Regions from separate parts of the Mus musculus genome. Here region 1 is linked to region 2. The links are chromatin contacts, called in public Micro-C maps. All regions are on one chromosome and are shown on one strand. The core of a region is the stretch at or near the end of the contact, and the rest is flanking DNA. Distances in the headings are between cores, read along the strand shown.

Region 1 (3,989 bases), core at 1,169-3,668, 440 kb before region 2:
GCCAAATGGTACTAAGGACACCACACCCTGAAGCCTTTTCCTTTTGGCATCATTAAGCTGTCTTTGCAGAATCTGGAGCAAACTTCCCTTTATTGGACCCACACCCAGGGAGGAGAACAGCTGAAGCCTGCTGTTTAGAAACCACAGGGTTCTCAGGAAAGAGAACCATTCTTCCTGGGAGCACAATGCCGCCCAGAGAGCATGGAGCCTCCCTACTCTGGAAGACAGTTCCAGGGGAGGGACAGTAGGACTCCCTCACTGCCCTCCCCAGGTGAGGTGGAAGCTGCCCTTTTTAGTTATCCCCTTGGCCAGCCTGGGGACACACTGTATTTCCCATGGGTACAGAAAGCTTGTGCCCCATCCCTGACTCTCCAGCCTCGCAGGTCTCTTCTTGACACGCAGTTTTGTCTGGCCCTGGCAGTGGCTTTTGGCAGCTGGAGGAGAGCAAAAGTCAATGTGGAGAGCAAGTGACATTTAGAAGCTGGAACCTGTTAGTCAGAGCAGGTGGCGCGCTCTGCTGCGTTGGTGGCTAAGTTCCCTCGAGCTAGTCGCCATGGTTTTCCTCACTTCTGAAACTTGGGGCTGGGTATGTATATGAACTGAGGGTTTTTTTTTTTTCTTTCTTTCTTTTCTTTTTCCCTCACACCATGTTATGTCAAAACCCTAAGCATCTCGCTGACACCCACAGGTAGAAGCAGCTGGCCTGTGTGTCACCCTGCTATTCTTACTCCCCCACCCCACATCGTTCTTTAAGGTACTTTTTGCTTTTTTCCTTCCTATCTTCCATGGACTCCTGGGGACTGCTGGTGCAGAGATCCTTCCCATACAGAGCTCCTGGGGAAGGGAGAAATGAAAATTTTACCTGCAGACCTGTGGCTAGAGGCTTGCCCAGGTCCCGTGATGAGGCCTGAGCAGACCCCTTACAGTTTAGTGCCCATCCCTCCTGACTCTGAGATTTTGGCTATATTTTAATCCTGCCTTAGGTGTTGTCCCAGGAGACACAACGACTACTGTAGTCTTGTGCCAGGTGTGGGCCAGGAAAGGTAAATTCGACTAGAGGTTGGAGGCTCATCTTTATGGTTTGGATTATCCACCTAACAGTTATGTGCCTCAGGTTTTTTTTTTTTTTTTTTTTTCATCTGCAAAATGGAACATGGCTACTATGGTCCGTCAGCTTTTGGCTCCTGGAATAAAACTAGTGTTGGGTTAGGCTGACAGCAAAAGTTAAAAACACTGTATAGTTTTAAAAGCAAATTAGACAAGGGTTGTGGGGGTGGAGACGATGTGGCTGGTCGGTAACTGAGATTCTCCAACCCCCTGCCCCATAATGCACCAGATGCCAGAGCTGTGTACCCAGGAACTCAACTAAAGTCTTTTAGGGGAAATATTGTCACCCTGAGTGGGTGGGAAAGAGGGGCTTCTATGTTGGAGAAGCAAGTTAGGGATGGGTTATGGAGGAAGGGCCTGGAATAGAATGTAAAAAAGTTCAGGGGATGTAGTGTATTTAGCAGGAACAGTCAGGAAAAAACCAGGGCCAGGAGGCCCTATCTGGGGTGCTTTGCTGGAAGTCTTGTATCAGCTTGGGTCTGGCCATGTGAGGAAGAGAGATGGTAACTCAGCTGTAGTCGGGAAGCCCAGGATCTATCTAGCTCACTCTGCGCTTAATGACACGTGTGTGCTACCATCCACTCTACCTTGGACATCTTGGTTTTGACCAGTATAAATTCAAGTGGGCTTGGGGTGCCGCCTCTCTGAAGGAATGGCAACCCTGGGAGCACCTGGCACAGGAGACCTGTTTCTAGGGCCACCCCAAACCTCAGTTCTTCAGAAGGAATCATTTCCTATCTGTGGGTGCCAGTGTGTGGTTGTTGCTTTTGTGGGAATCTGAGGAAGCAATGAGATTGTGCAGGAGAGAACAGAGCTCCAAACTCAGCTCACAGTGAGGTGTAAAAATGGACAGATAGGGCCTGTGAGGTTCCAGGCACCAGGGGTGGACTGTAGGGCTTGAATGAGGGTCCTTCCATTCTGTGAGGGTCCTGTAGTCACATGGAGGCATAGGTGCAGCTAGCCACAGGCAGCACTGAGTGGACAGCCACTCAAAAGCTGGAGACTTTTCTTCCCTGCTTTCTTCATGCTCAAACTTTTGCTCTGTTTGTTTCTAAAAGAAAAAAAAAAAGAAAGAAAGAAAAACTAGTGTGTCTAATTTTTTTTGGATTATTAAAACAATTATTTTAATGGTGGAGGTTACTTTGTGAGGCTATAGGATGTTGGCACAGAGAAAAGCCTGCTGTGGCTCCTGAGCCCCAGGTAACTTGGCTCTGTTTCCCTCTTAGAGGACACAGTATAATGTTTCCCCTGGTCTTGAGTCCCACCCAGCCTCCCACCGCTCTGGAGCTCTTGAGAAGACGTGGCCTACACAGATAAGCCATCTCCTCACGGGAAAGCCGCCTACCGTTACATGGCAGTTGCCACCAGCCATTTATCCTGGTAGCGCTGGGGCTTGGAGGAAGCAGGTGGCGTCTCGGGGCAGCGCCGCAGAGAGGCAGCAGCAGGCTTCAAGGATTCAGCTTGGCTCTAGTCTGGGGGGAAATGAAAGCCTCCTGTCTGGACAGCAGTAGGTATCCTAGGCTCAGAAAAACAATGTTTATTTCATTGTCAGCTATATCACAACTTAGCTGGCTGTAAGTAACCGAAAGTCATAGTAGAGACTTGTGGACTCTTATTTTGTAAACTCTACTGGCATGTGTTGTCCTCTGTTATCGGCTATGTCATCTCATGGTTACAATATGGCTACCAATTCCCCAGACACTGCTTTCACATCCCAGATGGGGGAGTTAGAAAGGACCAGTCCCTTTATGGAGAAAGTGAAGCAGGAAGTTCTAGCAAGTGCAGTAACACCTTGCAGTTTGATTGGTGAGGAAGGCTGAAAGGTGCTGGATGCAGAATCAGCAGAGCCTGCGTCGGAGATAGAACCTGATTATATGGATCTGTTTTTTCCAAGGACTGTCAATGAGACCTCTGTGGGAAGGGAGGTTTGGTGGTCTCAATGCCCCAGTGCAGCCCGAAGGACAGTCTTGACATGGAAGAAAGGAGGTGATGAGATTGGGCAGACCAATTGAGAAGGATGTAGCCCCAGGAATGCCTGTTCACTACTTGTGTGCTACTAAGCCACAGGCTACGGCCTGAGAACATCCTGTTCAGATTTCTAAAAGCTGAACTTACTTTAGGAACTAAAGGGTAGATGACCTTGTAGGCCTGGCAGGCCACCCATAGGGATCCCAGCGTTCAGATGTCTAAACTAGCTGCTCTGGTCTCTTAGGAATAAACCCACCTTCAACCCCGATTGACAAGGCATCCAGGAGCTTTCCATTAACCAGGGCTTTTCATCTCTTCCCCCTTAAGAAAATCCAGCAGCTCTCAGAGGGCTCCATGTTTGGCCACGGCCTGAAGCACCTGTTTCACAGCCGCCGCAGGTCACGGGAGAGGGAGCACCAGGCGTCTCAGGAGGCCCAGCAGCAGCAGCAACAGCAGGGCCTATCCGATCAGGACTCCCCAGATGAGAAGGAACGCTCCCCGGAGATGCACCGCGTCTCCTATGCTGTGTCCCTGCACGACCTGCCTGCCCGACCTACTGCTTTCAACCGGGTGTTACAGCAAATCCGCTCCAGGCCCTCCATCAAGCGGGGCGCCAGCCTGCACAGCAGTGGCGGGAGCGGTGGTCGCCGTGCCAAGAGCAGCTCCCTGGAGCCACAGCGTGGCAGTCCTCACCTGCTTCGTAAGGCCCCCCAGGACAGCAGCCTGGCCGCCATCCTGCACCAGCACCAGGGCCGACCCCGTTCCTCCTCTACCACCGACACCGCCTTGCTCCTGGCCGATGGCAGCAGTGCGTACCTCCTGGCTGAGGAAGCAGAGAGCATCGGGGACAAGGTAAGTCTGGGTGGAAGGAGAGCCACAATGAAACCTCTAAGGCCCAGCTGGTGCCCCGACTG
Region 2 (4,454 bases), core at 1,430-3,929:
CAGGCTATCCGTGATGTAGGTGGGGAGCACACTGTTTAACCATTTCTAGATTTCAGTTTCTTCCTAAGGACGGTCATGTTACCTTGTTAGATGAAACTGTATGTGTGCTATACACCGCTCTTGAATATGATCACCTGAAGGTATTTGTCCAGTTGTCTTTCTAGAGTGGGAAAAATAATTCAAATAAGGCCTGACTCTGTAGGGAACCTAATAGTAGATGGGATTCTTGGTGAGTTAGTGGGTATGTGGTGCCTGCACACAGATGTACAGGTGGGTATGCCTATGCACACACATATGGAACCCAGAGTAAGATATAGGGTGGATTTTTTTTTTTTTTTTTTTTTTTGTAAAAACAAGCTGTGTGCTGTGTAGCCCTGGCTGTCTTAGAACTTGCTCTGTAGACCAGGCTGGCCTTGAACTCAGAGATCTGCCTGCCTCTGCCTCCTGAGGACTGGAATAATTAAAGGCAGTGCACCAGGTGGCATCAGGTCTTTTCTATTGCTCTCAGCTTTACTTCCATTGAGATGGGGTGGCAGTGAACCAGGAGTTCACTCTTGTGATGAGGATGGCCATCAGCAATCAAGCTTGCTGGATTCATCTGTCTCTGAGAACCAATGCTGGGGTTGTTTGTTATGTAGGGGCTAGGCACTCGAACTTAGGTCCTTGTGTTTGCAGAGCAAAAGTTCATACCTATGTAACAATCTTCTCAGCCCCCTCTTTTAAGATTTATTTATTTGTGTGCATGTGCACACAGACTGGTCCACATGGAGGGCCCAGCTTTCTGGAGTCAGTTCTCTCCTCTTACCATATGAATTTCAAGTGGAATTTAGCTAGGTGGTCAGTCTCAACAGCAAGCAGCTTTATCCACTGAGATATCTTGCCAGCACTGTATTGGTGTTTTGGTTTTTTTCTTGTTTTTTGTTTTTTCCTTGCTAAGGACAAACTCACCAAGAATTCTACCTACTATTAGACAAACACCTTCAGGTGATCATAACCAGGAGTGGCTCACACCATACATACTGCTTCATGGAACAACGTAACATGGCTGTCCTTAAAGTCTCATTCTGTAGCCCAGGCTAACCTAGAAATCACTATGCAACACACACTGCCCTCAAACCTGCAGCTTCTGCCTCAGCCTCTGGTGTGGTGGGGTTCCAATTACAAGCCAGCCACCATGCCCACTTAGCAGACAAGATTTTGGAGTCACAGGATAAAAGGCAGAGGAGTCAGAAGAGGTGTGTAACAGAGGGACAGATGAAAAATAGGTCACCTCTATCCCTGGTGACTCCAACAGGCGAATGAAATATCCAGGAAAGAAACTGATTTACTTCCAGGCCAGAGAGATGTCTCCGTGGGTAAAGGCACTTGATGTGTGAGCCTGAAGACCTGAAGTCAATCCTTAGAACTCATGGAAAGTGGGGGAGAGAGCCAACTCCACAAAGTTGTCATCTGGCCTCTATCCACATGGGTGGCATACACACACACACACACACACACACACACACACACACACACACAAATATTTGTCAGTATTGGCAAATGAGTATGAGGTGGTAAGAGATTTCACTGGTGCTGTTAACTGAACCATCGGCCTCATGACACCAAAACTGTCTGTGCCAGTCACCTTACTCTAAAGGCGGCGGGGGTGTGGGGAAGAGAAACGAGGAGGAAGATGGGCGAGAAACAGTGAAACTGAGTCCAGCTGATCCTTGCGCGTACTTTACATTGGAAATGGCCAACAGAGTCAACAGCAGGGCTTGTTTAACTTGAACTTCTAGGTCCTATGCCCAGTTTGAGATTCAGCAGGTCAAGGATTTTACAGTTCAGACAAGTTCCCAGCTAAGACTGAGGCTACTAGCCAGGGCCATGTTTGGAGAAGCCCTGATATAAAACACTTTTATGGGCAGCCAGAGTATCAATTTGCAGAGTCCTTCCTTAATACCTCACTCTCCAACTGCTCTGCTCTGCCTCTGGAGTTAGAAAAGGGAGATGAATATGCTTAAATTCCAAACATCATCCTGACCTGGGCGCGGTGGCACATACCTCAAAGTCTAGCACTGGGGAGCCTGAGGCAGCTTGGGCTACTGTCTGAGGCAAGACTGTCTCAAAAGTGAAATAAGACATTAAAACCTGAGCATCAATTCTACAAGAATTGGACAGAGCCACGTATAGAGGAAGAACACTATCCTAGTTTTCAGGGTTTTTTTTGTTTTTTTTTGTTTTTTTTTTGTTTTTTTCAGTACCACGCTCTTAATGGGAACAAAAAATACAGTTCTCACGACCTTAAACGCTGACACTTGTTCAAAATGTCTAGTGAGGGGAAGCGCGTGTCATGCACATTAACGGAACTCAGTGATAGCAACTGAGCAGAGAAAACTGAAAATCTGACTAAAGCCAAAACGAACAGCCAGATAACACAAGAGGAACTTAGGACTCCTGGGAGTTATCTATCTAAAACACTGCAGCGATGCTCACAATGATCTGAGGGAAGAGCTGCTGCATGATAACTGGTTCCTGACCAACTGCATTTACACAGGCTGACCACTGCCCAACAGACGTAAATCACACTCTTTACTATCTGTTGAAACTTAGTCTTTGTTCCCTGCAGATTGAAGAACTCGTGGGGGGCGGAGGCATCCATCTTGTGGCTTGTCCCTGGGTTCAGCTGCCAAAATATTAGTCATAAAGGGGCTCGTGATTAGGCCCCAGAAAAAGCATTTCCCGCCTGGCTTTAACATTTGAGAACACAGGGCATCACATTTCATCAGCTAAGTGGTTCTGCAGGGGACTGAGAGTCTACTTTTGTGTTTTGCTTTCTATTTAAATTCCAAATGCAAAGGACACCAAAATAGGCTCATTTCACATACCAAAAAAATATGTCATTTTTCTTCATTGCTGGGGATAGAAGCCATGACCTCACAGAACACAATAAGCAGTAAGTGCCTAACCACTGAGCTCTACTCCCTAGCCCTGAACAAGTATTTCTAATCTGTGTTGCAGACCCACATTAACACTTCTCATATTAGTTAGAATATGTTATCTATATAACTAGGGATACAGTTTGGAATCACTGGGTAAAATTCCCTTTTCCTACAAGAAACTAAAAAGATGAACATCAATCGTTCTGTGTACTGATACTAAGAAAAACCACCCCAAACTCCACCTTAGTAATTCAGGTGACTTGGATGCCACTGTCTTTCCCTGTAAAAACCACTCCTAGTATGGGCCTGTTAAGGATTACCTTTCTGCTGGGCAGTGGTGGCGCATGCCTTTAATCCCAGCACTTGGGAGGCAAAGGCAGGTGGATTTCTGAGTTTGAGGCCAGCCTGGTCTACAGAGTGAGTTCTAGGACAGCCAGGGCTACACAGAGAAACTCTGTCTTGAAAAAAAAAAAGGAAGAAAGAAAAAAAAAAAGATTACCTTTCTGTAAGTATATGTTCCTACTTATAAATAACTCATCTATACTTGACAATGCTAAAGGCTTCGGTGTGGCAGGAACAGGGCGTTAGTCTCTAGGGTACCTTGCTTGGAGATAAAACTGCATTTCTGTGAAGCTGGTGAGTCTGTAGTGCCAACAGCAAGGCTGTGCAGACAGAGCCTGATTTCCAGCCTCCCTTGGGCTACTTGTCCCTTTGAAGCAGAAAACTGGTCCCTGTCCTTTATAACCTCATCATAGAAGAAGGCAGGAGAGTTGAGGGGTGGGGAGGCTGGTGACTTGCTCAAGATCTTCCTGTAACTTGATCTTCTGACTTACTGAGACCAGTCACAACCCTTCTCTGAAGCCACTGGGTCACAGTGGTACATGTACATGTGTTGGGGTGTGGGAAATCAAACCTTGTGCTACAATGAATACCCTGGGAGACTCCGCTGTTCTCATACCTTCTTGTTTTCTAAACTGCTCAGGTTAGTTTTCCGGGATAATCTAATTATCTATATTGAGCTTTAGTTCCTTAAGCCATAAAATACTGGACATGCCAATGTTCAGAGTCCTAAACTGCTCTTGGACTCATTCCTGTCAAGATATCTGATGTACTGGTGTGTGTGCAGCTGGTATGTGAGAATAGAGCTGCCATGATTTCCACTGTCAATAAAAATTGCCTGCCAATTATGAGGAATGGGCATTCTAGGAACTGTTGTTGTCACTGCCTGGCATTGCTAGTGTGGCCCCACTCAGACTGAAGTTTCCCAGAGCAAGTACCTACTTCTCAGACTGCTTAACAGTGTTGACTTCTAAAGAAGGCTGAGTAGCCCAGAGGGCAAGCAGTAAGTAGGCTTTATTGCTCCATGGGAGTGGGTGGGTAGAGAATCAAGGAATACTGGGTGCCAGAGAAGATGACCTGCTTTGCTGATGATGGCCCAACACTGACCCATTGTGCAAGGTCTAGGACAATACCCACACTCTTGAACTAGCTGCTGTCTATATCCTGCATACCTAAAGCCAGACCAGCATTCAC

The links. A called contact is a pair of places that touch in the nucleus more often than the background predicts.
Region 1: a Micro-C map of the G1E-ER4 cell line shows a contact between it and region 2. The contact joins two enhancer-like sites. A contact is called at or near these places in 1 of 39 promoter capture datasets (the C10 cell line), 1 of 484 Hi-C or Micro-C datasets (the G1E-ER4 cell line) and 1 of 9 other capture datasets (adipose tissue).

The regions. Positions count from the first base shown.
Region 1 is chr1:132,380,595-132,384,583 of GRCm38.p6, reverse strand. Tmcc2 (transmembrane and coiled-coil domains 2) reads left to right here. Exons shown (of 5, transcript NM_178874.3): 2 at 3,403-3,927. Among named protein-coding and RNA genes, the nearest start is that of Tmcc2, 8.8 kb to the left of the region's middle. Within about 2 kb of position 2,418, at least 58 of the 459 cell types and tissues checked have an H3K27ac peak or open chromatin away from gene starts, as enhancers often do. A contact at or near this core is called in the G1E-ER4 cell line, where this site is marked.
Region 2 is chr1:131,940,961-131,945,414 of GRCm38.p6, reverse strand. No RefSeq gene overlaps it. Among named protein-coding and RNA genes, the nearest start is that of Slc45a3, 20 kb to the left of the region's middle. Within about 2 kb of position 2,679, at least 47 of the 459 cell types and tissues checked have an H3K27ac peak or open chromatin away from gene starts, as enhancers often do. A contact at or near this core is called in the G1E-ER4 cell line, where this site is marked.